Regions from separate parts of the Sus scrofa genome. Here region 2 is linked to region 1. The links are chromatin contacts, called in public HiChIP or PLAC-seq maps. All regions are on one chromosome and are shown on one strand. Each heading gives the region's core, a stretch centred on a gene start, on an enhancer-like site or on the middle of the called end of the contact. The rest is flanking DNA. Distances are from core to core; before and after follow the strand shown. Region 1 overlaps ETS2 (protein C-ets-2). Region 2 has its middle 63 kb from the start of PSMG1.

The links. HiChIP or PLAC-seq counts read pairs in DNA pulled down with a chosen protein or histone mark.
Region 2: a contact with region 1 is called in an H3K27ac HiChIP or PLAC-seq map of alveolar macrophages. The contact joins two enhancer-like sites. A contact is called at or near these places in 2 of 2 datasets of contacts at active chromatin or transcription factors (alveolar macrophages and skeletal muscle).

Annotation. Positions count from the first base shown.
Region 1 is chr13:202,481,451-202,485,022 of Sscrofa11.1, reverse strand. It overlaps ETS2 (protein C-ets-2), which reads right to left. Exons shown (of 10, transcript XM_021070986.1): 10 at 1,489-3,572. The coding sequence ends at 3,531. Among named protein-coding and RNA genes, the nearest start is that of ETS2, 19 kb to the right of the region's middle. Within about 2 kb of position 1,857, at least 19 of the 83 cell types and tissues checked have an H3K27ac peak or open chromatin away from gene starts, as enhancers often do. A contact at or near this core is called in alveolar macrophages and skeletal muscle, where this site is marked.
Region 2 is chr13:202,710,345-202,713,916 of Sscrofa11.1, reverse strand. No RefSeq gene overlaps it. Among named protein-coding and RNA genes, the nearest start is that of PSMG1, 63 kb to the left of the region's middle. Within about 2 kb of position 1,781, at least 27 of the 83 cell types and tissues checked have an H3K27ac peak or open chromatin away from gene starts, as enhancers often do. A contact at or near this core is called in alveolar macrophages and skeletal muscle, where this site is marked.

The sequences.
Region 1 (3,572 bases), core at 608-3,107:
GTTGCAGACACAGCTCAGTTCTAATGTTGCTGTGGCTGTGTATAGGTCAGCAGCTGTAGCTCTGACTGCACTCCTAGCCTGGAAACCTCCATATGCCACGGGTGTGGCCTTAAAAAGCAAAAAAAACCAAAACCCAAAAACCAACCAAACAAAAAACCCTTAGAATATCTGTTGCCCATGATAAAATTTGAGCTTTCAAGTGAAATTTTGAATTTTTTGAAAACTTGCATCTGCCACTGTGAGCTTGATAGCTTCTCAGGGATTTTTTCTGGTGAAATTAGTGGTGGTAGTAACTACTGTGATAGTTTGATAGTGTATGTTGAAATGGGTCAACATTTTGAAGCAATATTTTCCGATGACTAATGCGTGTTACAAAATCACACACGGGTAAAAGATCCACTCAAAGTGCAAGACGGATCAACGTAATTTATTGCAATCATAGGCAAGTTTATTGATACGGTTTCATATTCTAACAGCAATTAACCTTTAAGAAACTATCATTTGTCGGTTTAGGTGTACTATAAAACAATATGCCATTATCAGCTCATAAACACTCCTCCCTCTTCCAATCACAGATCTGTGTGAGGCCTCATTTCCCTCAAAATGTATCACAACAGACTGATGCAGAAGCCAGTATCAGAATCCAGCTCTTTGCTATTAAACCAGACATCAGAGATTTGAAAACATGTGAAACAATGCCATTCTCACTTTGGGGGAAAAATTATTTCTCCGAAAAATGTGAATGTGGACATGTTATTTTAAAAAGGAGCCATATTTTAAAGTTTGTTTTAATTTCTAACATTGATGACCAGTGGTGAGCTGGTAAAACCAGCTCCCTGAGAAGGGTTGGGGGTGGGGGAGCCCCGAGTTGGAGTGTTTGCCAGTTTCCATGGTGTAAATACTCATTCCGACCAAGTTCAAGCTACCAACACCTCACTGAGGCAAAGTGGGGAAGAGGCCTGCACCATTAGCCTGTGGCCAGTGGGTGCCAGGACGCCAATGATATAATCCACCTAGTTTTTGGAATCCTCAGATTTTGGAGCGTGAAAAGGAGGCCCAAGAATGAATGTGAGCACAGGTGTCCTGGGGCCATCGCCTTTGTCTTTGGCAAGTCACCTTGGCAACGTCAGCGCTCTAGGAGTCCTGGCCTCAATTACAAAAGTTCCTGAACTCCACATCCTCATGTTCTTAATAGAAACATCCTAAAATCTACCTCTGCCAAACTTTGAGCAAAGACAAGCTGCCTGCAGCTTTCTACTCTAATCTCTCCTGGAAAGAATTTTTTGCTTTAAGAAACACTTTTGGGGAATTCCCTCAGGAAGGGCTCACATTTGGCTCCAGCCTGATCCCGATTTACCAGGCGATGGGTATGACCAGTTCCAGGGAGATGTGACGCTGAGCGACAGAACTGCTGAGTGGCCAGAGGCTCTGGCCCCAGCACCCCCACTCCATGTTGGGATGGGGACAAAGCATGAGGACCCTTACGAGGAGGAGTTTATATAAACAAAATACTTTATTATTGGAGAGAGAAAAAGCCAAATTACAAAATTTTTATACTTAAGTTCTGTTCTTTACCACGCCAAAGGTTGACAAGGGACTTTTAATGTCCCATAACTCTTTGAGTTGAACCACATGAAACTGCCAACCCTGTAGATAAAACAGACAAATATTGGCAGTTTCACAGGGTCCAACCCCACGTAAAACAAGCTGATGGCTGAGATTTCTTTCAGCAGCAAGATATTCCAGTCACATGTCTGTTGATGTTTTAAACAGATGTCCGAGAGATAAACAGGTCCTGCGTGAGAAAAACATCCTGTGCTTAAAGACATGGGAAGGGATCTTGGGTCAGGACTGAGACCGAGTCACCCCCGTGCTGGTTCTGTCCTTCTCGCTTGCCCCACCACCCAATGCCCCGTTCCCGCTCATCGCATGGATGGTTCGATCCTTCTTTGCAGATGTCACTGCTGGCCCACTTGTCCCTCATGCTGCTAGGGAAGGCCGTCTGACTTTGAAGTCAACTCGACTTGATCATTCGCCAAAGCCAGGAGCACATACTGACCCAGGGGTTCCTCTGGAACGACTACAAAAGTCTCCACCCTGTTCAAGGCTGAATGATCCCAATGCCTTTTCTTCCCCATCTGCTTACCCTCTCTTTGCCTCCGGGCATTCTGTGTCTGAGAAAATAAGAAAACAAACAAGCAAGAAACTGCAGACTCGAAACAGAAAGCAGCAGCTGGGTATCCAGAAAGCCCAAGACGCGACAGGTGAACAGGATGGGACAAATCATGCTTCGCTCACATCCAAGAGGTTTAATAAAGACTCCCCCCCACATCCCGAACCTTCAGCTCTGTACAATAGGTTAACTTTACATGGCGCTGAGATAAAAATAAAACTTTCTTACAAATTCCATTTTTTTTCCCCAGTGAATTACTTTTGCAGTAAAAATAGCTGCTACATAAATCCCTCCTGATCTCTGAAAAGGAGTCGCCGGTTTCCAAAAATAGTATTCCTATTTTAATCGTACAGAAGACGTTGGGGTGCGGGGGTGGGGCGCTGAGAGGAAATGGCTGTGATTGGGGGAGGTTAGTCGTTGGGAAAACAGAACCGAACTAAAAACGAAGTTTTGTGTAGAAACCGATTTAAAGGCATGCATAGAAATGGAGAACATGTGCCAAGTGTCAAGAAAAATACTGCTTTATAGCTTTTACTTTACAATTGAAGGAGAGGAGAGAGGCCGGACGGGCCCCCAGACAATAACATTAAGTTTCTTATAAAAATTCCCAAATGTACAAAGTCCTTGCCATAGATAATAACCCAGGCAAGCCAAAAAAACAGAACACAGGAATAGTAACCCTCTTAGACCTTATTCCTGTACATATAATAACTGTTAATCATACACACTGTACAACCTGCCTCAGCCCGCCCTTGGCGGGTTAAATGTTTGCAAAATGCCATCTGTGCTCTTGAAAAATGGAATACACACGGGATGTCTGCCTTCTTCGTTCACATACAGTTATATAATTATTTTAAATTACAATATACAATTTCTGTTAAATAGGACTGTTAGGGGGGGTTTGGATACCAACGGTAAGATGACCGTCCTATATACAAACTAACTTCTGAAATGGAATGAGTGGTCCTGGCACCTTCTCCCCCTCTGAACCACAGAGACCTCTTTTGCGTTTGCGATTCCCGGCGGCCACAGCAAAAGAAAATCCAAAGAAGCATGTGCGTCCACGACCCGCTCGCTCCTTGGAGAAGCCCCACCAGCCCCAGGGATCCTGTTACAACGCAGTCTGCTGGAGCCAGGCCGGCGGCCCAGCGTGTCCTTCGAGGCCACTCTAAGGTAAGAGCATCATAAATACTGTGTCCCTGTCAGCAGGCTTTAGAAGCGAGAACCCGCGCTGCTTTCGGCGAAGGACCGCCGTTTCGGATGAAATAAGGCCACTGCTTCTTGGAGACCTTGCCGGACGCATCGATCCCGCCGTTTAGGGTCCGTGTGAGATGGGTGAGGACCGCCCCGGGCGGCCTCAGTCCTCCGTGTCCGGCTGGACGCCCAGGATGGCGTGCAG
Region 2 (3,572 bases), core at 532-3,031, 230 kb before region 1:
GCCCAGTGGGTTAAGGATCCAGCATTGCTGCAAGCCGTGGTGTGAGGGCATAGAGGCGGCTTGGACCCAGCGTTACCATAGCTGTGGTGTAGGCTGGCCGCTGCAGCTCTGATTTGACCCCTAGCCCACGTACTTGCATATGCTGTGGGTGCAGCCCTAAAAAAATTAAAATAAATAGAAAGGGGACAGATATTAGAAAATGCAATTATTGGAGTTCCCGTCTTGGCTCAGTGGTTAACGAATTCGACTAGGAACCATGAGGTTGCGGGTTCGATCCCTGGCCTCACTCAGTGGATTAAGGATCCTGCATTGCCATGAGTTGTGGTGTAGGTCACAGATGTGGGTCAGATCCTGCGTTGCTGTGGCTCTGGCGTAGGCCGGTGGCTACGGCTCCGATTGGACCCCTAGCCTGGGAACCTCCATATGCTGTGGGTGTGGCCCTAGAAAAGACCAAAAAAAAAAAAGACAAAAAAATGCAATTATTTAAGCTCATGAGGACCTGGGGAAGGAGGATTAGAACTTGGCCTCGTTCTTGAAAAAGCAGGTGGCTGGCCCCCAGAGAACCCCCTCGGAGGTTCCTTTGGAGGTTCTGGGGGACAAGGCACATCCAGTCCCTCGGAGGCTGTGTGACACTGGAGCTTAGGGATCTCACCGGCTAAGGCTCTCTGTGGCCTTGTGGTCTCTCTGCCCTCAGGCTGGGCCCGTGTGCCCACCTCCCAGGGCTTCTGTTTCTCCGTCCTGGGCTGCGGAAGAAAGCAGGTTGCCATGCGCCCTGGAGGACGAGGCATATTTAAGGTAAATGTGTCTTTGCTACTCTCTTTGGAAATGCGGTTGAGACGTCAGACCTGAGTAGATCAGAAGTTGTCCTCTTCACACACCTGAAACTTTCAGCAAGTTCAAAATCCCGGAGGGGCGGAGAAAACACGGGGCCGCCGCTGAGCAGCGTGTCTATCGATCCCACTCCTTTACTAAAACTTGGCCGCTGTCAGGCCATGGGGCTCAGCGGGCAGACATGCCCCTGCACCCCCATCCTGCCCTTGAAGCCACACCTTACCAGGGCCAGATGGCTCTTTGGAGACCCACCCACATTCTGAGGGCACTTGGGAAAATAAAATAGGAGCTCCTGTCATGGCGCAGCGGAAACGAATCCCACTAGGAACCATGAGGTTGCGGGTTCGATCCCTGGCCTCGCTCCGTGGATTAAGGATCTGATGTTACCGTTAGCTGTGGTGTAGGTCACAGACGTGGCTCAGATCTGGTGTTGCTGTGGCTGTGGCATAGACCAGCAGCCATAGGTCCAATTAGACCCCTAGCCTGGGGACCACGGGTGCGGCCCTAAAAAGCAAACAAACAAAGAAAAAAAAGCAAAAAAGGCAAAAAAGAAAAGAAAACAAAAGCCTCGTAGCGGATGCATTTGTCAAACAATGAAACTCCTCTGCTTCCCTCTGCATTTGCTCAGACTGGACTGACGTACTTTGAATACCAGGAAAAGGGGAACTCGTGTTCCTTGGTTTCCCCAAAGAGGAAGTGAAACAAACAAGCAAAACAATTCCATTCAAGAAAAAAAATAACCCGCAACCTGCTTATAGAAATATGACTTGGGCCTCCAGTCAACCAGGCGTCTAAAATAAGAACGGTCCTCAGTGTGGATTCTGAGAAGGCTTTTTAAGAATGGGATGAGGAAATGACGCGTCCCCCGGCTCCGTGGACGCAGGAATTGCCTCGGTCTTTGTGCTTGGAGATGACCCCCTGCCAGACTGCTTCTCCATCCAAGAGCCACCGCCCATGGCTGGAGAACTGCCCAAGGGCCACGGATGTTAAGAAAAAGCCGAGGAGAGTCCTGTAAGGGGCCGTGTGCTGTGTTTGTGCCTTCGAATGATCTCGGGGCTTAGCTTTTTCAGTTAATAAGATGACAGGCAACCAGCAATCTCTCTTGCTCTCAGCTCCTTGCAAAAAGGGTCGCCCTTTGCATGGGGCTCCTCACCTGCCAAGGGCCCCCTTCGCCTGGGGAGCCAGGAGTTCCTCAGTGGAGCTAAGTGGCCAGTTTCTACATACGGAGTGAGGAGGACGGGAGGGGCCAGGAGAGGTCACTCTTTGGCAGTTTCTTCCTCCCTTGATGACTCCCCAGTTTTCTCAGGGTCACCAGGAGAGGGGGCTACTTCCTCTGTGGTCACAGTGGCAGGTGCTTTGGGTAGTAGCTGCTCCCGTCAGCGGCCCCACCTCGCTGAAGGTTGGAGTTGGTTGTGGGGATGCAGTGGGTATCTTTGCGAAAGATGCTGTCTGCACGGGCCACTGCCCAGTCACCGTCAGGGTCTCCCGGTTACAGGTAGGGCTTAGGAGGGGACCATGTGGGCATGAGCGTCCTGCCCAGTGGGAGACGAGGATGCTGGGAAGGCGGAAGAGGCGGCCGGGAAGCACCTGCGGGCCCCTCGCCCTCCTCCCAGGTGTGCTTTCTCAACCACACATGGAATTCAAGGGTCCTGGACTTGCATGGGACAGATGGCTTCCCCATTTTCAGTACCTCCAGCCTTGGACCAAATTTGGCATCTCCACACATCCATTGTGGGGCCAGCACTCAGCAGCAGTGGTGGCAGGAGTTCCTGCCATGTTGTCTGGACAGAAACCCCAGGGAACTTCTCACCGCATTACAATTGCTTCAGAAATGTAGAAAGTAGAGAATTCCTGTCGTGGCGCAGCAGAAATGAATCCGACTAGGAACCATGAGGTTGCAGGTTCAATCTCTGGCCTTGCTCAGTGGGTTGAGGATCCGGCATTGCCCGTGAACTCTGGTGTAGGTCGCAGATGCGGCTCAGATCTCACGTTGCTGTGGCGTAGGTCAGCAGTTGTAGTTCCGATTAGACCCCTAGCCTGAGAACCTCCATATGCCTTGGGTATGGCCCTAAAAAGACAACAAAGACCAAAAAAAAAAAAAAAATAGAAATTGTATTCACTCTTCACCCCTTTGAAATGTTGGATGGGTATGTTAGACTCATGGCTGGCACTTGTTATCAAGTGAGCTAAGGAAGCACATCCATTTAAAAAATTTTAATTGGCATATAGTTGGTTTTCAATATTGTGTTCGTTTCAAGTGTGCAGCAAAGTGATTCGGTTATGTGAGTTCCCGCTGTGGCTTGGTGGGTTAAGAATCCGAGTGGTATTCACGAGTATGTGTATTTGATCCCTGACCTCACGCAGTAGGATAAAGGATTTGGCATTGCCACAAGCTGCGGTATAGGTTGAAGACGCAGCTTGGATCTGGCATTGCTGCAGCTGCAGCTCTGAATCAGCCCCTAGCCTGGGAACTTCCATATGCCATGGGTGCGGCCCTAAAAAAAAAAAAAGAAAAAAAGATTCAGTTACATATGTATTTATATATATTCTTTCTTTTGCATTTTCTTCCATTATAGGTTATTACAAGATAGTGTATATATTTTCCTGTGCTGTACAACAGGTCCTCGCTGGTTATTTATTTTATAGAGATTAGTGTATAAATGTTAATCCCACATTTATCCCTCCTCCGACAGCTATTTTTATACCAGACGTGTAGGAACAGTTTTGATCATATTGTATGT